6 separate regions of the Mus musculus genome follow, and all the other regions are linked to region 1. The links are chromatin contacts, called in public Hi-C and HiChIP or PLAC-seq maps. All regions are on one chromosome and are shown on one strand. Each heading gives the region's core, a stretch centred on a gene start, on an enhancer-like site or on the middle of the called end of the contact. The rest is flanking DNA. Distances are from core to core; before and after follow the strand shown.

Region 1 (3,390 bases), core at 556-3,055:
CAAGGATCCAATGCCCTCTTTTGGCCTCTGTGGGTACTGCATGCATGATAAGCACAGACAAGACACACAGGCAGGCAAACACCTGCAAAATGACAGTCGTGGTGGCGGTGGTCATAACAGAAACATCAAGCCCTGGCCAAGGTGTTCACGAAACTTCTCATGAAGCCAGGAATGTCAATAAAGACAGAAGGAAAGATGGACCAAGGAAGTTAGAACAATGGACAAGTGCGTGTCAAAGATAACCACGCACGGGGATGGAGAGAGGCTTGGTAGGTACTCATCCAGAAGAAAGACCCAGGTTCAATTCCCAGCATGCACATGGTGGCTTATGCCCACCTGCAACTCTAGCTGCAGGGGATCAGAAAGCCTCTTCTGGCTCCCTGGGGAACAAAGTACTCGAACGTTACATGTCATAAAGCAGATACATACAGCCAGGTACATATGTATAGGGTAGACCAGACCAGGACGGTGGTCTGGAGGACTGGATATAAAGGCTTTTAGTTGCTTCTTTTCCTAGTGCTGGGAATTGAACTCAGGGCCTGGATCATTCAAAGAAAACTCTCTATCAAAGGAGCCACAGTCCCAGCCCAGCCACATTCTTTTTTTTGTTTGTTTGCTTTTTTGTTTTTTCGAGACAGGGTTTTTCTGTGTAGCCCTGGCTGTCCTGGAACTCACTCTGTAGACCAGGCTGGCCTCAAACTCAGAAATCCGCCTGCCTCTGCCTCCCAAGTGCTGGGATTAAAGGCGTGCACCACTATCGCCCGGCTGCCCAGCCACATTCTTATTCCCATTGTACAAGTGAGAAGAATGGCTTGCAGCGTGTGTGTGTGTGTGTGTGTGTGTGTGTGTGTGTGTGTGTGAATGTATCTGCAAAGACTGTTAAGGAGAAACCTGCTCATGCCTGTCACCAGAGCACCACAAAGCATATTTCTGTCCATCAAAAGCAAGGCCTGTCCTTCATTCTTCTCTTAATCTGCTAGCCTAATATTCATTTAAAAATTTCGGTTTTGCTGACACGTGGCCTTGTTATGCAGCTTTGGCTAGCTTTAAACTATGATCTTTCTGCCCCAGCCTCCCATGTACTACAGCTAAAAGCACGAACCATGACACCCAATGGTCAGCCCAACCCCGCTCTATATGCTTCTACCGTCAATCCAAGCACAAAGCATACAGTAAAAGGTGGGTCCATATCACTTTCCAACACTCTTGGATCAGGGGTCAAAGAAGCCTCTCTTATGGCAAACTTACTCATGGTCTCTTAGCATGTATTTTATTTATTTATTTATTTATTTATTTATTTATTTATTTATTATTTTGAGATGAGGCCACACGTAGCCCAGGCTGGCTCCAAACGTGATATGTAGCTGAGGAAACTTAAAACCAGCTTGATGCTCTCGCTTCCATCTCTGGAAGTTGGGATTACAGGCGGGCAGCAGCTTGGTTGGATGCGGTGCTAGGAGTAGACAACAGGCTGCCAACCGAGTCCCATCCTCAGCCCCTCGTGGGCTCCTCATCATTTGCAAACACACTTTCATCTGTGTCCCCCACTGCACAGCTCCTGGGCCGAGGTGCAGGGCTGAGGGCCAAGGCAGACCAGCTTGGGGCTGGGGCAGATGGCATCTGTCAGCGAGAGCGAAGCGCTCCGCAGCCCTCGGGACGCTGTGCCCATGCGCGCTTGAGTGACAGCCACAGCTCCCACCCCGCTCCCGCCTGAAGTCGCTCGCACGCTGGACACAGAACGCGAGAAACAGGACTACTCAGTCTTACCTTTCGCCGCCACGCGCGCCCACCGTTACCCGGCAACCGGGGGGCGGCGCTGCAGCCGTCAAGCAGTGCGGCCGCAAAACCAGTTGCACGCAGCCGCAAAAGGGACTGGCTGTGTCCTAGCACAGCACGCCTGCGCACTGTACCGCTGACGATACATTCCGCCCCATCCCCCGGCTAAGTCTAATGAGGAAGGCTAAGGGGTAATATATCCCGCCTTAATTCTCACAGCAACCCCCAAGGTTTGTTTGTTTGTTTGTTTGTTTTCCTTTTGAGATTACATAGGTCTCACTGTATAGCCTTGGTTTGCCTGGAACTCACTTTGTAGCCCAGATTGGCCTTGAACTCATGGAGGGACACCTGCCTTTGCATTGCCAGTGCTCACTGCCTGTAAGTTCTAACACAAGGTCCATTTTTTAGAGATGAGATATGAAGCAACCTGCCCCAAAAGGCTGCCCTTGACCTCAGTGTGATATGAGATTTTTTTCAGCAGTGAACCCTGAATGCTACCAGGGAAGATGTGCCCACTGGAGCAATAATGGTGCGAAGGTTACAGAGGCAAACCCACATTACTGATTGACTCTGAGGCTGTTCGACGGAGGGAACTCATGCCTGGTATTGTAAACCTGATCTAAAGTCTCAGGAAGTCAAAGGCCCTGAGGAGAAACTGACTAGTATCTTGTTAAATGAAGAGGCCCAGCTACTTCCAATTTTTTTGGTTATACCCACAGCTTAGTGTTACCTTCGCCCCTGGCCAGAGAAGCTCCTCTCTGCAGAGGGCTGTGGTGACTACACAGGCTCAGTACTGGTCAAAATGCTGGCAAGTGACTGCTGAGAGCTCAGCTTTAAATGGGGTATCTATATTAACCCTTGCCTGCCCGAGGCTGAGGAAACATGGAAAAGGAGGGTGATGCAGAAAGGAGGCAAGAGCCAGAGGATGGGAGAGTGCTGTCTTCTGAACATGACAGAGCCCAAGGCATTCACGGACTCACAGCAGACTTGGGTACCTACATAAGGCGTGGTCAAGATCAAGCCTGAAAGATCAGTTAACCTTCTAGCCGGCAGTACTGACTGTATTTGATGGATGACCAAAAAGATAAAGGGCAAAGGGAATGAAGATAGGAAGGGATGAAGGGATGTGTGGGCAAGTAGAGGGATGGGAGGGGAGAGCTGGGGGTGGCTGTAGTCAAGATACACTGTATGAAACTGTTTAAGAATACACAAAAGATAACAACAAAATGTAAAACAAAGAATGCAGACAGGCAGGTAAAGTTTCTGTCAGGTGTGGTGGTGAGTGCCTTTAATCCTAGCATTTGGTAAGAAGCAGCCAGATCTCTATGAATCGAAGACCAGTCTGGTCTACATAGCAAGTTCCAGATCAGCCTAGACTATATAGTGAAATCCGCCTCCCCTTCCTCCCTCCTTCCTTCCCTTCCTCCCTTTCTTCCTCCCCACCCTCCCCTTCCCTAGGTTGGGGTGTGAATTAGTTGTAGAGCAATTGCCTATCATGCAGAGGTCCTGGGGTCCATAAAAACAAAACAAAACAAAACATAAAAATGTTTCTCACATTTCCAACTTTTGCTATCTTGTTTCTTTCATATTCTTCATATCTCAACCTCCTTATTG
Region 2 (3,390 bases), core at 417-2,916, 250 kb after region 1:
AAACCCGGGGCCTTTGTAAGAACAGCCTGTGCTGTGAACCACTGAGCCCCTGGTGTAATCTACTGAAATCTTGGCCTTCCTTACAGAAGGAAGACGAACATCACAAAACAGCAGTGCCTGGACACATTTTTAATATTGTGCTTACTTTGGTAATCTTTCATTAAATTGCTCCTGTCACGTAGGGCAAATGTTTTAATTAAAATGGTATTTCAATCAGTCAGCAGCCCCAGGCTTGAAGCGGTGGTAAGGATAAGATACTGCCAGAGAGCCCAATCCTATTTTCCAAGGTACTTGCTCTCTATGGAGCACCTCCTGCTGCTGGCCTGCCTCCTCTGGGCTGGAGGCTGTGGGCATGGATCCAGATGTGACTCAGCCTCTCCCACCACTGCAGATGCACCACTGGGTACGCATGCAAGGCACCTGCTCTTCTCCACTGAAGGGGTCAAGCCCTGTGCATCCTCAGAGGAGTCTGTATCAAGAAGCACCTTCTTCTTCCTGTTGATAATGGCCCTGTGCTTAGCTGCAGCTGTCTGCCTGGTATCTGAAGACCAGCTAGGGAGTCTCTCTGCCATATACAGTGGGTGGCAGGGCTGGCTCTAGTGGGGACTAAACTGGTAATAAATGGTGTTTAAAGACTCAGATCTCCATGGCAGGGAACAAGAACCACCTTAGGGTGTGATATGGGGACTATGGAGAGACAAAACACCACTTAAAGATGTATGTGACCCACATCCCTGAATAGTCAGAATAAATTCATTACAGTCTGTTGGGAACATTGAAGTTCCGTGTCAAAACCTTTTTAGGAAATAGCATTCGAGACCCAAAGAAAGAAACTTTAACAGCTACTGGATCTTAAAGATGCTATTTATGGGTTATGGATTTTCTAGCACATGCCCTGTCTTACAGGACTTCTTTTCCACAAGTCCTGAGAACCCAGGACTTTGAATGGGGTTCCAGGTTCTGGAAGGATGGCTTGAGCAGACGTCAGTGCTTTAAAGAGGTGATTTGGGTGTTTGTAGTTGTCCCAGTTCTAAATAAATGAACATTAGCTTAGCACTCAGAGAGCTGAATCCGGCCCTACAGAGAAGGCTGGGGGGGTCACGAGTATCCTTTTACATTAGCATTGAGCTAGGTATCCCCTAAGGATTCAAACACATAAATTACAGGAGGTTTGTTTGTTTGTTGTCTTGGCTTCTTTTTGGTTGGAATCTAGCCTTTAACAGCTGGGCTGTCTCTCCCGTTTGACTCTGACATCTTTCAGGCAGACAGAATGGTCTCTGAAAGGTCTCTGCAGTCTCGTGGTCAGTGTAGCAGCGATAAGGCTTAGATCCCTGGTCCCTGGGTCATCAGAGAGCTCAGTAGTAAACTGTGAGATGGGGGTGGGGCTATAAAGGTGGGGACTATGTGGCCAAGCTTAAGGGAAAGAGAGCCCATCTTGCCCCCAAGATGTGAGCAGACAAGAGAACACAAGTTGTAGTGGGGTCAGGACAGTTCGGAGAGCTTTAATCTGGAGCAGGGGACTTTCGGGGCAGCAAGCTCAGGGTGGATTTGGTTTCTGTTTGCTGAAGGCCTTGATGATAAGCTCCAGATCGGAGCTTGTGCTCTAGGCAGTGGGGAATTATTCTGGGCATGTGAGTCAGGGATGCACGATGACGAAAGTGGAGCTCCAGGCTTTATCTGGCCTAGCATTTGACAAAGGATGGGGGAAGCTGATTCTGAGAGTAGAGAACACATGGTGAGGCCATAATTTAGGGTTTTGAACAAAGGCAGCGTTCACTTTTGAAAACTGTCACATCAAAGTCCAAAATGGTGGCCTAATTAGTGAGCAGTTGGAGATGCAGGTTGTCTGGTTTGGCAAGAATAGATTCATCCCTGGAGCCTGCCTACCCCCTCAAGGTCAGGAGATTGTGAAGAAGAAGAGATGGCTGGGAAATCCTGCCCCTCTGGATGGAAAGGTTCTCTAGGTTTGCTTCATGTTCAGTTTTAACACATGAATATCTATAACAGTATTTTTAGACAAAAAAAACAAAACAAAACAAAAAACTCCAGACAGCCTGGGGAGGGGTATAGCTCAGCGATAGAGCATGCACCGAACATGTCCAGGCTCTGGGTTGGATCACCAGCACAAAACAAATAAAAAAAAACTGAACACGAAAGCCTGCACTGTCTGTGACACTGGACAGTTCTCTGAGAAGGTTCATTTTGTGGTAGGGTGTTTGAAAGAACATCAAATATTAAAAACAATCCCCTCTTTCAATAATTTTCTGTTATTTCAAAAGGCCACTGATCTGAGAGAAGCCAAGTTCCAAGATTAAAAAGAAGACAACAAACTAACACATAGACATGGAATTCCCATACACGCCATCGCCCTAGAAGTCTGGCTTACGCCTCTAAGACTACCCACCCATCTACTCAAATTAGCCTGTCCCATTCCCAAGCCATCTGCGCACAGCATCACGTTGCAATTACCAGCTCAAAAACTAGCTTTTTGAGAAATCTCAGCCACTTAAGGCAAAACTCCAGGGGAGGCCTATTCTTAATACATTTTTTTGTTGATATTTATCTCTCAGCTGTGGTATGAAATACTGATTTCTTACAACATAGGCATGTATTTACCAGTCAGATGGCGGCAGCTGTGAACTGGTGGGGGCTGTTACACCTGCCCACCCTTTCTAAGGCCCAGTGGGTCTGCTTTTGCTGTCTGTTTGTTTGTTTGTGGGTGTTTTTTTGTTGTGTGTGTGCTCACGTGGGCATTTGCACATGCACATGCATGCCCGTGGTACTGGAAGATCTCAGTGAGTCGTTACAAGTGTGGCGTTAAGTGTGTTGCCTTCTAAGTCCCTCTCCATGTCAGGGAGAGAGAGGAAGGAAAGTCACTTGGCACTGATGGCAGTATATCAACAACTTACAAGGACAGTGAAGAAACCAAGGCAAGGAAGGCCCTGCCACTCAGTCTTCTCGTTGGTCACTCTGAAGACGATCTTAACTGGCGTATTTAGAAAATACAAAATAAATTTTAAAAAAGGGAGGGGGAACAAGGAAGCTTGCCTGTCTGGATACACCGGTGCCTTTGGAAATGGCAGTCTGAGAAAGCATCCCACCGAGGATGTGTTCAGCCATTCACTTCCTTTCATCTTGGCTAAATTGATGCAAGAAGTATAGACTGACTTTAGGGATGTAACAGTCTCTGACTTCCTCTTGCTTTTCTGGTGCTGGGAGGAGGGGCCAAACCCAAGGCTTCACACATGGTGGACAAGTACTCTGCCACTGAGCTAGACAGCCCTGGGTCTGACTTTCAGACCAGACATGGACCCATTTCTTTAACTTATAGAGGAAAGAGAGAACCCAGTGGTGCAAACAATTCACTGGGAACAAAACATTCAGTTATAA
Region 3 (3,390 bases), core at 581-3,080, 230 kb after region 1:
ATGCCCCAGAGCTGTGTCTCTAGTTGCATATGGAGCAGAGGATGGCCTAGTCGGCCATCAATGGGAGGAGAAGCCCTTAGTCTTGTGAAAATCATATGCCCCAGTACAGGGGAATGCCAGGGCCAGGAAGCGGGAGTGGGTGGGTTGGGGAGCAGGGCAGGGGGAGGGTATAGGGGGCTTTGGGGATAGCATCTGAAATGTAAATGAAGAAAATATGTAATAAAAGAAAAAAATTCCAAGTTAGTTCAATTTAATATTCTTTTCCTAATAGGAAGATGTGATCTGTCTCAATATATCTGTAAGGAAAGGACCAAAGAGAACATTGTGAGGGAGGGAAAACATCATAACCACAGAGAATAGAAGTCTACAACCAGTATTTAGTGCTGGGGAAAACGTCTAAGTGCCTCGTTATGTTTAAGGGTCCTATTGCACTGTGACTCCCTGTGACTGATAATTTATAGTGTGTCTTTAAGAAAATAGTACACTACATGTTTTATTTATAAGGGAAAAAAACCAAATGTCAGGAAGATTTCCTTCCTGGATAGTTTATGTTATGGTGCCAGGGATGGAACTCGGGGCTTCCAGCAGGCTAAACACACATTCTACCACTGAGTCACACCCCGCCCAGGATCTGATTTTATAAGCTTGGCTACTTTTCCATGGCCATCCAGGAAACCAGCAGGCTACCCAGGTTGCACTCCTCCTCTGAGGGTTCTGTGGGGCCAAGTTATAGTCTGTGTAAACACGGAAGGCAGAGGTTAATGGGCACCGCTTCAGCAAAGGCTTTAGTACGAAGCTCTTTGCAGGGTGACCTGGTAGCAACGTGCCTCTATATCACATTTCTTCCCTTCCTTATCAGGCCCCCTAGGGTGCACGACAGATAAGCATAGGACCAGGTACATAATCTCCCAGGTGAATTAGATGACAAGAACAAGTTGAGTTTTATTTAAACATTTGTCTATCTATCTATCTATCTATCTATCTATCTATCTATCTATCTATCCATCCATCCATCTATCGTGAGTGTGTAATGCATGTCTGTGCATGCCACATATGCAAAGTAGAGGTCAAAGGAAAACTCTGGGGAGTCAGTAGTCTCCTTCCACCATGTGGGTTCTGGGAAAGAACTCAGGCTGCCAAAGCTTCGCAGCACGTGAGCACTTAGTTTGGTAACAGGGAGTTTGAGGTAGCTCTTTGCCTCTCGGCCGTACCATCTGTCCCTTGCTCATCTCACTGCCAGGAGAGAGACTTCTGCCTTGGCCATCATCTCTGGTCAAAGCAAATATCCAGTAGGAAGCAGGTAAAGGGAGCCTTCCCCGGGGTGCAGACAGATCTCTGGGCGACCCGAGTGCACATCTGTGCCTTTCCAGTGACTCACCTGCATGTGAGGATAAATTATTCCTCAAAATGTGTGGAGCTGGAGCACCAATGGGATTGAGCTTTTTGTGAAATGCTGACTCACTGGGATGCATGGAGCCAGAAGCTTATGCAATTGCTCTTTTATCTCCGGAAGATCTTTAGTAATTGCGGGCACTCCCCTTATTTCAATAGCTTCAGAGAGGGACTGTTGACACCTTAGATTAAGCCAGTGGATACTTGCCACCCTTTTCCATTCATAAAGTCAAAGAACTAGGAGGTACTGAAATTAAGGACTGGACTTAATTTTTTTAAGCTTAAAATATTCATAGTCTTCTTTTTAAAAAGATCAATTTTGTGGGTTTTTTTTTTTTTTTTTTTTTTTTTTTTGCTTTTGTACCTGTGCACGCATGCGCACACGTACACGCATGCGCACACGGGCTAGTGCTAAAAATCCCATCTTTCTGGAGCTGGATGGCAGCTGTGAGCGTCTGTCCTCAGAGTGCTGAGGCACACACTGCGGACAGATGAACAGCGAAAACGCTCATCTCCCCCACCTCATTTCTCACAGGGCACTTGGCAGACACAGAAGCAGATTCAAAGAGTCAACTTCATGGTTGATCTTTTTCCCCCTCGGATAAAGCATAAAATCTGTGAGAGACCTCAGAGAGGAAGCCGTCTACCAGAAAACATAATGAAAACATGGGGACAGCCAAAATAGTAACCACGTCCTCCCCACGATGAACAAAACCCAAAGGCTGAACGTTAAGTCAAGAGAGGCAGTTGGCCCCTGGTCCCCGAAGCAGAATCTTAGATTTTTGTAAAGAAATTGTATGATTTCTCCCCTCTGTGAAATGATAAAGAGAAATGTGCTGGGGTTGAACAAGCCCAGTGGGTGGACTGAGCTCTTTAGTGAATCAGGCAGAAGTGGGACTTACTCCACAGTTGTAACCCTTTAAATGCTGGGAGGAATACGGCAAAGCTATTGAAGGCAGCATGTTGGTGGTGGTAATGATTACTTAGAAGTGAAGGGATAATTTTGGAAGTATGCCTGGCTTCAGGGAAGAATGGCTCTTCATTTAACTACCCACGTGATGGACGTGTTTCAGGTGAGCTGTTGAAGTTTCTCTGAGCTCTGGGAGATTCAGAGGCAATTTCTTTGACCATATCTCATTCCCTCATGCACACACACACACACACACACACACACACACACACCTATTTTTACCTAAAGTGGGAACCCAGCCATGCACAATCATTGTCCATGAGACCTGACAATGCAGTATAGTTCTGTTTTCAGGGATGGTGGCATTACTGGTACCAGATCTGACCTCCTGCTGGATGAAAATCTATGAAACGACATTGGAGCATACAGACCACAGTACTGAGACCTTCAGGAGAAGCCGCAAGTAAAGAAACCCTGTAGGTTACCTTGGCTGTCAGGACTTCTGTCTGGGATGGAGGAACTCACAAAGAGTGTGCCTGTCTTCCTGAACAAGGAGATAGAGATTCGGGTTCTGAGAGGCTGATGAGATACAGTTTTCCATGAGGAAAAACAGCTCCAGAACTATTGTCTGAGTTCTTTAGTTTGTGGCTGGATGGTAAACCGAGCAGCCATAGGATGACCCTACCCAAGGCAAATTCACTGGGAAGAGCATAGCTCTCAGGAGTCCCAGATAGGCAATCCACAGAGCTCAAACACTAGGAGATGGCTTTGTTTGTTTGTCTGCCTTTTGAGAAAATTGGCCAAGGCTGGTCTTGAACTCACTATGTAGCTCTAAGGCTGGCTTTGAATGCTGATCCTCCTGTTTCTACTCCCCAGAATGTTGGGTTTGCAGGCATATATCACCATGACTGGCTAAGTACAGTCCTCTTCAAATATCTGGGGTATTCAGTTAGAGATTCAGAAAGACCAAGCCTTAAAACTAGAGCTAACTTGGGGCCAGCCAGAGAGCTCAGTGGTTAAAGGTGTTTGCTGCTAAGCTTGGCCACCTAAGTCTGAGCCAAAGAACCCACAAGCTGGAGTAAGAGAAC
Region 4 (3,390 bases), core at 312-2,811, 190 kb after region 1:
ATACCTAATACCCACTGAACTTAATACGTCCTTAACTCATCTAACACTGGAGAATAGAAACCTATATATACAACAAACAAATAAGCATAATATTTTAATGTTATGTTCCAGTTTAAAATTTTCTGAGATTACAGGCTTTCCTCACAGTGCCTGGTCCATGCCCTCTTTCCTTCCTTCCCTCCCTTCCCTTCCTTCCCTTCCTTCCTTTCTTTTCAAACTCACCCTCCTCCTACATTGGACTCTTTGCAAGTAGCTTCTGTCTTTCATGCTAACAGAATACGGGCCAGAAGGACACACTCTGTAGGGTTGGACAGCCATAATTTTAACCTGGAAGTACTCTTAAGATTTATTTTGACCCTTTAGAAATAAGGTGTATGTGTGTGCATTGTGCAGACGTCAGCAGAGGCCAGAGGTGTCAGACACCCCTGGAGCTAAAACTGCAGGCAGTTGTGAGCCATCCAATCTGGGTGCTGGGAATTGAACTCAGGTCCTCTAACAACTGCAAGGTAGACTCTTACCTCTGTAAGCCTTCCTGAATGGGAAGACTTCAATAGTCAAAATCTCATTTCTTTCTTTTTTCTTTTTTTTTTTTTAATTGGAACTAAAGGACCCTGATATAGCTGACTCGTGTGAGGCTATGCCAGTGCCTGGCAAATATAGAAGTGGATGCTCACAGTCATCTATTGGATGGAACACAGGGCCCCCAATGGAGGAGCTAGAGAAAGCACCCAAGGAGCTCAAGGGATCTGCAACCCTATAGGTGGAACAACAGTATGAACTAACCAGTATCCCCAGAGCTCGTGTCTCTAGCTGCATATGTAGCAGAAGATGGCCTAGTTGGCTATCACTGGGAAGAGAGGCCATTGGTCTTGCAAACTTTATATGCCCCAGTACAGAGAAATGCCAGGGCCAAGATGTGGGAGTGGGTGGGTAGGGGAGCAGGGCGGGGGAAGGGTACAGGGAACTTTCGGGATAATATTTGAAATGTAAATAAAGAAAATATCTAATTAAAAAAAAAAAAAACCTCCTCATTTCTAATCCAGTTGCTGTTCCTCCTTCCATCATTCAGCACTTCTTATACACAAGAAAGTTTTGGGCCATCTCTGTGATGGAAAACCCAAAAACATCCCAGAGTCCAAGGTTCAGGCTGGATAGCCAATGCTTGTTTTATTGTGTGAACTACACAGTCTAAGCTCCGGTCCAGGCAGAGAATTGCCTTCCCAACCATCTGAGAGCTGTCACTTAAGATGCTATCTCACACAAAAAATCTTTTCCTTCTCACGGAAAAAAAAATGTTTAATCCCAATAGCTTTCGGTAAGAAAGGCAAGCTGTGGAAACCATAAACATATTCAATGTGTGGAGGAAACAGTTGGTATTCGGTAAACAGTAAGTAATTTATTGACTTGGCTAGATTCCCTTGGACTCTAGTATATAGTTAACTCTTAATTACCTCAGAGCAAATTGACTATTTGGTAAATTCTTTGGAATGTTATTGAGCCATCTCAACATCATCTGGCTAAATTCTAGGCTCACAGGAGTATGACTAAGACAGCCACGTGGTTACTTGAGCTGAATGGTGGGCTGGGCCAGGGCTGGCTGTCCAACTCTACAGAGTGTGTCCTCTGTCCTGTGTTCTGTTAGCATGAAAGACAGAAGCTACCCTCAAAGAGTCCAATGTAGGAGGAGGGTGAGCTTGAGAAAGAAAGGATAGAAAGAAAGAAAAATAGGTGTGGCCCAGGCACTGTGGGGAAGGCCTGTACTCTTAGTTGTGAGGCCACTGGAGGAGGCTCTCAAGTTCAGTGGTAGCCTGGGTGATTTAAGGAAATCTGTCTCCAGAGGAAATGGTGGAGCAATAGGAGGGAGAGGAGAAGGCAGATGTAGGGGGAGGAAAAAGGGAGAAGGGGAGGAAACAGTGATGGCAGAAAAGGGAGGGAGGGCCCAAGAGGGAGCGGGAGAGGGAGTAAGAGAGCACTGTCATGTGACAGTGAGGGCAACTGGTGGCTTTGGTGAGAGGCTAGATAGTTCAGGGCAGTTTACTGAACACCTACTGCAGACACCGTCAGATGAGCCATTTGACTATCAGTTTTTAACTTTAGTCTTTATTAGTATCAAAACATTATCTTAAAACTACAGATGAGGAAACAGATACATAGAAAGACCTCGACTACAGTTGTAGCTTGGGCTGGTTTCAAATTCTTAGCAATTCCCCTGCCTCAGCATCATAAGTGCTAGGATTACAGCCTCAGTCACCTTGGCTAGGCTCCATCTAGATTTCTTTATGGGTTTTTGTTTTGTTTCTTCTCTCTCTCTCTCTCTCTCTCTCTCTCTCTCTCTCTCTCTCTCTCTCTCTTTCTTCTTCCTTCCTTCCTTCCCTCCCTCCCTCCCTTCCTTCCTTTCTTTTTGCAAGTTAATTATTGTTGTATTTTAGACTAGTGACACAAGTCTACCAAGAGGTGGGCTCAGGTGAGTTCATCTCACTTTTGAGGGGCGCTTTTGGCCTTTGCTGGCCCACCATGGTCATGAGAAAGCACAGCTACAGGAACTGTTCTGAGTCCTGGCAGTGGAATACTAATTCTTGATGTCTTTTTTCCCCCGAAGAGTTTTGAGGTTTTTTTCCTGTTTGTTTGTTTGTTTTTGCATCCAGATTCTAGCTTCTCCACCCTCCTCTCTTCTCAGTCCCTCCTTCTCTCTCACCTCACCTCCCTGTCACCCTCCCTTCCTCCCTTTCTCCTCAGAAAAAGGGACACCTCCCATGGATATCAATCCACTTTGGCAAATCATGTTGCCATAGGACGAGGCTCATCTTCTATTGTGGTTAAGGGGAAAGGGCTCCAAAGGCAGGCAGGTAGCAGAGTCAGATACAGCTCCTGCTTTTAACAGGGTATCTTTTTTATCGTTGTCTTTAATAGGAAGACATCCTATGCTAAGGAGAAAGTGCAGAGAAAGCAGAAGAGGTGAGGGATTGATGAGGGACACAGCTCCTCAGTAGCCCAAGTACAAAGTTCTGGGTTCAAATTCTTTTTGTTTTGTTTTGTTTTGTTTTGAAGACAGGGTTTCTCTATATAGTCCTGGCTGTCCAGGAACTCACTTTGTAGGCCAAGCTGGCCTCGAACTCAGAAATCTGCCTGCCTCTGCCTCCCGAGTGCTGGAATTAAAGGCTTGCGCCACCACGCCCCCACGCCCCCCCCCCGGGTCTGGGTTCAAATTCTAAGGGTCAAAAATCTTGCATGGAGATGTAGAATCGATTGACAAAATCAGTGTAATTTAGAGAGAAGGTAGTTCACTCTTGTTAACATCCCAGAACTTTTTAGATGTACACACCAGGCTCCTGGTTGAGCGATAACGGTCTTCCCGGCAGGGCATTGTAACCTGCTTCCCCTTTCCACTCG
Region 5 (3,390 bases), core at 646-3,145, 190 kb before region 1:
CTCTCAGGGTCACAGCCATGAGATATGGCAACTCCGGGCCTACTTAGGGACCTGACTGCACGAACAGACAGGGGAGAGGTGGTGGGACATGGAAATGGCGGTCCAGGCAAGAGGAAGCAGGTATCAACCAGCGAGGAAAGGTCCCTTGGGTTCCATGGCTGGAACATTATCTAGAGAAGTTCTCAACCTGTGGGTCTCAACGCCTTTGGGGGTCACATATCAGTTATCCTGTACACCAGATATTTACATTATGGTTTATGGCAATAGCAAAATTATAGTTATGAAATAGCAATGAAATAATTTTATGGTTGTGGAGGTTGTCACCACAACATGAGGAATTATTTTAAAGGGTCGCAACATTAGGACGGTTGAAAACCACTGTCTTCAGTCACCTCTGGCCTCTCCCCAGAGTGGCAGCACCTGGCAAGGTGCCTTGGCTGACATGGAGCTAACACTGAGTTTCTCATTTCTAGGACTCCGAAGGAGAGGTTCCGGCTCAGCGGAGGGTAAATATACAAGCTCCCGGGACAGCTGGAAGCTGTGCCAGGGGCCAGAGGGGACCACCAATGACCTGAGGCCAGTTCTGGCAGGGATGTCAATACATGCGTGATTCCGAAAGAAGTCTCCATCATGGGAGAGATGGAAGGAAGAAGAGGGCTAGGCCTATGGAGGGATGAGAAAGTCAGGGAGGGGTCCTGCTGTGAGCACCCCCTGACCCACAGACAAACACCCAGTGATGGAGTCTTTAAGTGGGGAGTGGTAACCTCCAAAACACATCTTTCTGTCTTTCATTGTTAAGGAGAAGTGGAGGCCTCTCAGTTAAGAAGACTGAACATAAAGAAGGATGGTAAGTTGGTGTCCAAGAGCTGTCCTCACCTGGCTGGTCCCGATTTCTGTGGATCCAAGATGGCTGGTGGCTGGAATGATAGTAACCCTAGCCACCTCTGTCAGGGGTCCCACAGTCAGCAGAGTCCTCAGCAATCTTGGTTGAGGGGACAAGCAGTGATGTCTATCTTTCCATGTAGGAACCGAAGGCCAGGGTTGGGGGCCTTAGAGCTACTGAAGGGCACAGCCTGGGTTTGGCATAGCCTAGGACTGGTGCCCAACCTACGCTCCTTTGGTTGTATGTGAGAGCACAGTGAGATCAATGCTTCACGAGCCGTGTGGTGGGGCACAGTTAGGGTGTGGGGGTTAGGAAGTTCCCCTGGAGAAGTGATGAGAGCTTCTTGGGCTTCCTCTGCTCCAAGCCTGGACTCCACGAGGACTTCAGGAAAGAGCTTGCGGATAGGAAAGAGAGACCTTGGGGTGTTCGTTTATGTAGATTTTTGAGACACAGCTTCTCTGCGTAGCCCTGGCTCTCAGGGAACTAGCTCTGTAGACCAGGATGCCCTCACGCTTAGGTCCTTTTCCCTCAGCATCCCCAGGACTAGAACTGCAGGAGTGCATGCTGGACTTCCCCTAAACTCTCTTTTGTATTCCCCTGAGTGAGAAAGAAGGGGGACCTTGCTGTCTATCCTGCTGACATCCCTTTTAAGAAGCATCGGAGATCCAGCCTCTCGTGCCTGTTAGCCTCAGAACGTCACACTTGGCATCTTTACGTGGTTTAATGCTCACTCAGGAAATTAATTCCTGAGCACCCCCGTGGGGCTGCGCTGGCGGCTCAGTCTGACGGAGAATCTCCTCTGAGACTTAGAGCCAGGGAGGCGGGAACCCATAAGCACAGATATAAACTCCAAGCTGAGTGGCTGTACACGTTCCAACAATAAAGAGGAGAGATGGATGGGCTGGAGAGGGGGCTCCTGGGTGCTAGTAACATGGGCTGGTCAGGAGCGAGAGCACTGTAGTGTATAAAACAGGAAGGGGCTGGGCCGGTGCTTTAGCCAATCAGTGTGCTTCCCCTTCCTTTCTCAGAGGACTGGAGTTTGGAGCACAGCACCTACATCAGATCCCCCACAAATGCCTGTAACTCCAGCTCCAAGGCATCTAACACCCCCTTCAGGCTTCTGTGGGTACTTACTTGATGCACACGTGCAAGCATATGTTCATGTGCACGCGCTCACGTGTGTGTGCGCGCGCACACACACACACACACACCGCAAAATAAAACTTAGAGTAGTCGGGCATGGTGATGCACATCTTTGACTCTTACACGCGTTCTCGCGACCGGCCAGGAAGAACGCAACAAACCGGAATCTTCTGCGGCAAAGCTTTATTGCTTACATCTTCAGGAGCCAGAGAGCAAGAGAGCAAGAGCAAGAGCTCTATTGCTTACATCTTTAGGAGCCAGAACGCAAGAGCGCAAGAGTGCAAGAGCGGGCTGGTGAGATGGCTCAGTGGGTAAGAGCACCCGACTGCTCTTCCAAAGGTCTGAAGTTCAAATCCCAGCAACCACATGGTGGCTCACAACCATCTGTAACAAGATCTGACGCCCTCTTCTGGAGTGTCTGAAGACAGCTACAGTGTACTTACATATAATAAATAAATAAATCTTTAAAAAAAAAAGAGTGCAAGAGCAAGAGAGCAAGCAAGCGAGAGAATAGCAAAACCCCGTCCCTTTTAAGGAGAATTATCCTCCGCCTAGGATGTGTCACTCCCTGATTGGCTGCAGCCCATCGGCCGAGTTGTCGTCACGGGGAAGGCAGAGCACATGGAGTGGAGAACTACCCTTGGCACATGCGCAGATTATTTGTTTACCACTTAGAACACAGGATGTCAGCGCCATCTTGTAACGGCGAATGTGAGGGCGGCTCCCAACATTTGACCCCAGCACTATGCTGGGAGAGACAGTTGGATCATCAGCTACCATTATACAGTGAAACCCTGTCTCATAAACAAACAAACAAACAAACAAATAGCTGGGTATGGTGGCACATGCTTTTAATCCTAGTACTCTGGAGCCAGAGGCAGGTGGATATCTGTGAAATCAAAGCCGGCTTGGTCTACACAGGGAGTTTCAAGTCACCCAAGGCAACACAGTAACACACACACACGCACATGCACACGCATACACACACACACACAGGAGAAACCTGGCATGCCAGGCATGGTACTGTGGCACTCACCTGTAACTCTAGTTGCTCTGACGGTTGAGGCAGAAGAATCCTAATTTGAAGGTCACCTTGGGCTGCGTAGAGACCCTGCCTTGAAAAACATCAAAAATTAAAAACGAGAGGGTTGTTGTGATGGCCTGAGTTGAGAGAGAGAGAGAGAGAGAGAGAGAACCATCCACCATCTTTTCTTGCAGATGAGTTTTTCCATTTTGTCCTTCTCTGCTTTGCCATCGGAGCCTTGCTGGTGTGTTACCACTACTATGCAGGTGAGGCCTGCGGGGGACCTGGGGAGGGGCTGTGTGGGCGGACAGGAGTCAACCTCCACTCCTACAATGAATAG
Region 6 (3,390 bases), core at 360-2,859, 160 kb after region 1:
AAAAAGTCAGCTAATATTATTTCTGGAGGCAGGCAGAATTCCTAACATCATGCATACCCTATCCCACTCCCTGGATTCACTCAGACTGTTCTGTGTCTTCAAGGCATAGTCTACAGACACAAGATGTCCCAGGACAGAGACAGTCTGAGGATAGTGTATCTAGCTACTCATATTCTATGTTTATTTTATGTTCATTGGATGATCAATCTATTTACAATCTCTAAAACCCAGAGACACAAAGTTCACAGCAGGCCAGGTTATATTTGCCTACTTATTCAACTACTTTACATAAGAAGTCCTGAAATAGGACTTTCTACACATCACAGTAGATATTAACGCATTCCAAGAGCAACTTATCCAGATTAATTTGCCTGAAATGGAACAAACAGTGAAAATTGACCCAAGAGATGGGGATTGGGGTAAAAAAGGAAATCATTGAGAACTTATCTAGGAATTATATCCCCAAAGGTTTGCAAGTATAATGCAGTGATAGACCAGTTTCCTGCCACCAAAAAGACCTTGGGTTCAATGTCCATCATTGCTGAACAAAACAAAACAGCTCCCCAAAGGTAATTTTGTAAGAGTTCTTTTAAAATGCTGCAGAAAGAGATGTCTTATAAAAAAAAGAAAACCTATGACCAAATTAATTATTTAAGTATCATAATATTGATACAAAAATGTGACCCTTTTCCCTCCTCCACAAAAGAAAACATTTAAAAGAGGAGTGGGTGGGCTACTGAAATGGCTGAATGGGAAAGAGAGTTTTCTGGCAAGACTGATGGCCTGTGCTATCAGAATCCTATGGTGAAAAGAGAGAGCCAGATTCCACAAGTTGTCCTCTAACCTTTACCATGTGCATGTGCCACACACACACACACACACACACACACACACACACACACACACACACACACACACACAGAGAGAGAGAGAGAGAGAGAGAGAGAGAGAGAGAGAGAGAGATACACACACACACACATATTGAAAAATGTCAGTCCTACTTATTAATATCAAATTAAAACTATAAGTAAAACTAATTAATTAAATCATATGCTTGGAAAATAAACTACCGTGATCAAATTGAACTTATCTCAGAAAAGGAAAGGCAATTTAATGCCAAAATTTGATAAATACATATAAGGCATTAGAAAAAAATTTAAAACAAGCCATATGATTATTTCAGAACATACAAAAACAAGTACTCTACATAGTTCTACCTTTGGGCTTGGGTTGTAGCTTAGTGGTACAATACTTGCCTAGTATGCTCAAGGACCTGTTCTTGACATTTCTTTTTTAAACTAAGAAAGTTTAATAACAGCAGTCTGTCTTAAACTTACAACTAATATGGTCCTAATTGTGAAATATGACAGTGCATTTCCTGAGGTATAGTCTATAAATAACCAGTTCCTTTTCCAACAGAAAAGGTTTCGCTAGAAAATAAATGTGTGTGTGTGTGTGTGTAGTGTGTATTGCAGGTTTATAGAAGACATTAAGATGTAAATACTCTGCAAGCTTTACAATTCAATAATAACATCATAAACAGCAACTTCACTGAACACTGGATTCATCACTTGTCATTTTTCTGTTCCTCTGTACATTGTACTGGAGTGATGACACACATCTTTCTACCGAAACTAGTTACCGGCTGCTTCGTTAGACTTCTTGATTTCTGTTTTCCACTGGTGTGCTAAAAAATGCTTAATTAGTCCCCCTGACATGAAGAAAATGCTCTGGTTTCTGGACTTATGAGACAAGGATTTCAAGTTCCAAAGATGATGTCTCTGAGGTAGGATGTCCACCACAGACACACAACGAGACAACAAATCTCAGCAATGTAAGAGCTAGGAAATACACTTTTTTGTGTGTCTGTTGCTCTTGTATTTAAATATCCTGTCTGCTTATAAGTTCACATAATTGAATACTCACTAACCATCTCTAACAATTGTAAAACCCCGAGATTTTACCATTAAGGAGCTACAAGCTGATCTGAGTGGGCTCCTGCATACTACTGCCCTCTCCTGCCTTCCAGATACTTCTTAGTCTCTTACACCTGTTCTTTCTGAGATTTTCTACTATTGCCCTCTACAGGTTTATTGGCTTTCTTCTTTCTATTCTTGAATGTGGAATGTCTTCAGCCATAGCTCCTGACATGGGAAGATTGTGTGTGTGAGTGTCTGTGTGTGCGTGTGCATGCATGTTTGTATGAATGTGTGTGTGTGACCCTAGGAGTTCATGCATGAATTGCAAGCTGAGCTGTATCTTTTCTTAAAGGTATGGAGAGTGCTCTTATTTCATCATACAATGTCTATCACAGTCTACTGAGGAGAGGTAGGAAGTAGGCAAATATACACAAATTGGTAATTTTTATTCTAAACTAAAATGTAGTCATTCCTCCATGTCTGAGGATGTATCCAACTACACAGTAAAAATATATTAAAAAAAATACATTAACAGGAAGGTACTGTTGCTCAGCATGTAAAGTATTTGATGACTTGAATTCAGCCCTTGTAGTTCACGTAAAGGTAGAAAGAGAGACCAACTCTACAAGCCATCCTCTGAGCTCCACACTTCTGCTGTGGCATTTGTTGCCCAAACTCATGTATCATATGTAGCCACGATAATCACAAATAAATATTCTAAAAGTACTCTGGCTATACTGAGCATGTAACAACCTTGTCCTGTTATTAGTCCCCAAACAACACAGTACAACAATTTTTCTGGCATTTATGCTGTATTGGGTATAATAAGTCATCTGAAGGCAATTTGAAGCAAAATGGCTAGGTTATATGCAAACAATACATTTCATACAGATCTTGGAGCCAGCTCCTATGGATACAAACTCACTGAGCTTTTCCATGTCCTATCCCTCTGACCATGAAGGCTGATTCTATTAGAGTGGTAGCTCAACCAATGCCAGTTAAAAATCTTCCTTAGATTTTTATAGAAAACTTACAAAATGTACTATTTATCTGGCTGTTATATCCTCAGATAAGCAAATAAAATTATTTTATTTGTATTAAAGAGCAGAGGGGAAAGGGGGGGGGAGAGGCTTTTGCTTCTTCTTCTTTTTTTTTTTTTTTTTTTTTTTTTCTTTTCTTGAGACAGGGTTTCTCTGTGTGGCCCTGGCTGTCCTAGAATTCACTCTGTAGACCAGGCTGGTCTTCAATGCAGACATTCACCTGTCTCTGCCTCTGAGTACTGGGATTAAAGGCATACAACATCAATGCCAGGAAGAGAAAGCCTTTTTAAAAGTGGTTGGTTGTCTTGCCCCAGTGATTGCTTTTAATAAATAGTAGAACTTCTGAATAAACATCAAAGATTTAGTGATCTCATTTGCCTTGTCACAAACAGCACAAAGACACACTGTATTTTTAAATCACTGCCACACAC

The links. HiChIP or PLAC-seq counts read pairs in DNA pulled down with a chosen protein or histone mark. Hi-C and Micro-C count contacts between places; a contact is called where the count stands out from the background.
Region 2: a contact with region 1 is called in an H3K4me3 HiChIP or PLAC-seq map of bone marrow-derived macrophages, with 5 times the contacts expected there. The contact joins the enhancer-like site here to the promoter of Tsen2 in region 1. A contact is called at or near these places in 11 of 39 promoter capture datasets (the 3T3-L1 cell line, HPC-7-derived erythroid cells, cranial neural crest and 6 more), 3 of 15 datasets of contacts at CTCF or cohesin (the NIH/3T3 cell line and large pre-B cells), 8 of 484 Hi-C or Micro-C datasets (Th1 cells, Th2 cells, bone marrow-derived macrophages and 4 more), 19 of 115 datasets of contacts at active chromatin or transcription factors (CD8 T cells, the NIH/3T3 cell line, PVALB interneurons and 14 more) and 4 of 9 other capture datasets (adipose tissue, embryonic stem cells, liver and 1 more).
Region 3: a contact with region 1 is called in a FOXA1 HiChIP or PLAC-seq map of pancreatic cancer cells. The contact joins the enhancer-like site here to the promoter of Tsen2 in region 1. A contact is called at or near these places in 11 of 39 promoter capture datasets (the 3T3-L1 cell line, the C10 cell line, the HPC-7 cell line and 7 more), 2 of 15 datasets of contacts at CTCF or cohesin (both in the NIH/3T3 cell line), 8 of 484 Hi-C or Micro-C datasets (the G1E-ER4 cell line, the HL-1 cell line, bone marrow-derived macrophages and 3 more), 13 of 115 datasets of contacts at active chromatin or transcription factors (CD8 T cells, the NIH/3T3 cell line, a beta-TC-6 cell line and 10 more) and 6 of 9 other capture datasets (adipose tissue, bone marrow-derived macrophages, embryonic stem cells and 3 more).
Region 4: a contact with region 1 is called in a FOXA1 HiChIP or PLAC-seq map of pancreatic cancer cells. The contact joins the enhancer-like site here to the promoter of Tsen2 in region 1. A contact is called at or near these places in 17 of 39 promoter capture datasets (the 3T3-L1 cell line, the HPC-7 cell line, HPC-7-derived erythroid cells and 12 more), 9 of 484 Hi-C or Micro-C datasets (the AML12 cell line, the G1E-ER4 cell line, LSK cells and 5 more), 12 of 115 datasets of contacts at active chromatin or transcription factors (bone marrow-derived macrophages, embryonic stem cells, extraembryonic endoderm stem cells and 4 more) and 4 of 9 other capture datasets (adipose tissue, liver, macrophages and 1 more).
Region 5: a contact with region 1 is called in a RAD21 HiChIP or PLAC-seq map of embryonic stem cells, with 9 times the contacts expected there. The contact joins the enhancer-like site here to the promoter of Tsen2 in region 1. A contact is called at or near these places in 7 of 39 promoter capture datasets (the 3T3-L1 cell line, embryonic stem cells, hippocampal neurons and 2 more), 3 of 15 datasets of contacts at CTCF or cohesin (embryonic stem cells, large pre-B cells and pro-B cells), 16 of 484 Hi-C or Micro-C datasets (the HL-1 cell line, LSK cells, Th1 cells and 7 more), 2 of 115 datasets of contacts at active chromatin or transcription factors (both in embryonic stem cells) and 3 of 9 other capture datasets (adipose tissue, liver and pancreatic islet).
Region 6: a Hi-C map of bone marrow-derived macrophages shows a contact between it and region 1, with 2.4 times the contacts expected there. The contact joins the enhancer-like site here to the promoter of Tsen2 in region 1. A contact is called at or near these places in 10 of 39 promoter capture datasets (3T3-L1-derived adipocytes, the C10 cell line, the HPC-7 cell line and 7 more), 2 of 15 datasets of contacts at CTCF or cohesin (the NIH/3T3 cell line and stem cell-derived epiblast-like cells), 21 of 484 Hi-C or Micro-C datasets (the BV-2 cell line, the C2C12 cell line, the G1E-ER4 cell line and 14 more), 6 of 115 datasets of contacts at active chromatin or transcription factors (the NIH/3T3 cell line, bone marrow-derived macrophages, embryonic stem cells and 2 more) and 5 of 9 other capture datasets (adipose tissue, bone marrow-derived macrophages, embryonic stem cells and 2 more).

Annotation. Positions count from the first base shown.
Region 1 is chr6:115,543,106-115,546,495 of GRCm38.p6, reverse strand. It overlaps Tsen2 (tRNA splicing endonuclease subunit 2), which reads right to left and starts at 1,805. Exons shown (of 12, transcript NM_199033.2): 1 at 1,768-1,805. It overlaps Gm36355 (a long non-coding RNA gene), which reads left to right and starts at 1,849. Exons shown (of 7, transcript XR_869382.3): 1 at 1,849-2,154; 2 at 2,255-2,379.
Region 2 is chr6:115,291,072-115,294,461 of GRCm38.p6, reverse strand. No RefSeq gene overlaps it. Among named protein-coding and RNA genes, the nearest start is that of Gm38877, 24 kb to the left of the region's middle. Within about 2 kb of position 1,666, at least 16 of the 459 cell types and tissues checked have an H3K27ac peak or open chromatin away from gene starts, as enhancers often do. A contact at or near this core is called in PVALB interneurons, bone marrow-derived macrophages, cerebral cortex and 3 more, where this site is marked.
Region 3 is chr6:115,311,436-115,314,825 of GRCm38.p6, reverse strand. It overlaps Gm38877 (a long non-coding RNA gene), which reads left to right. Exons shown (of 3, transcript XR_869368.1): 2 at 2,657-2,778. Among named protein-coding and RNA genes, the nearest start is that of Gm38877, 4.0 kb to the left of the region's middle. Within about 2 kb of position 1,830, at least 41 of the 459 cell types and tissues checked have an H3K27ac peak or open chromatin away from gene starts, as enhancers often do. A contact at or near this core is called in the HL-1 cell line, the NIH/3T3 cell line, hippocampal neurons and 3 more, where this site is marked.
Region 4 is chr6:115,348,067-115,351,456 of GRCm38.p6, reverse strand. No RefSeq gene overlaps it. Among named protein-coding and RNA genes, the nearest start is that of Pparg, 13 kb to the left of the region's middle. Within about 2 kb of position 1,561, at least 30 of the 459 cell types and tissues checked have an H3K27ac peak or open chromatin away from gene starts, as enhancers often do. A contact at or near this core is called in the AML12 cell line, bone marrow-derived macrophages, macrophages and 1 more, where this site is marked.
Region 5 is chr6:115,731,111-115,734,500 of GRCm38.p6, reverse strand. It overlaps Tmem40 (transmembrane protein 40), which reads left to right. Exons shown (of 12, transcript NM_144805.2): 7 at 474-506; 8 at 800-847; 9 at 3,245-3,316. Among named protein-coding and RNA genes, the nearest start is that of Gm24008, 9.0 kb to the right of the region's middle. Within about 2 kb of position 1,895, at least 12 of the 459 cell types and tissues checked have an H3K27ac peak or open chromatin away from gene starts, as enhancers often do. A contact at or near this core is called in embryonic stem cells, where this site is marked.
Region 6 is chr6:115,379,025-115,382,414 of GRCm38.p6, reverse strand. All of the region lies in intron 1 of Pparg (peroxisome proliferator activated receptor gamma), which reads right to left. Among named protein-coding and RNA genes, the nearest start is that of Pparg, 18 kb to the right of the region's middle. Within about 2 kb of position 1,609, at least 6 of the 459 cell types and tissues checked have an H3K27ac peak or open chromatin away from gene starts, as enhancers often do. A contact at or near this core is called in bone marrow-derived macrophages, where this site is marked.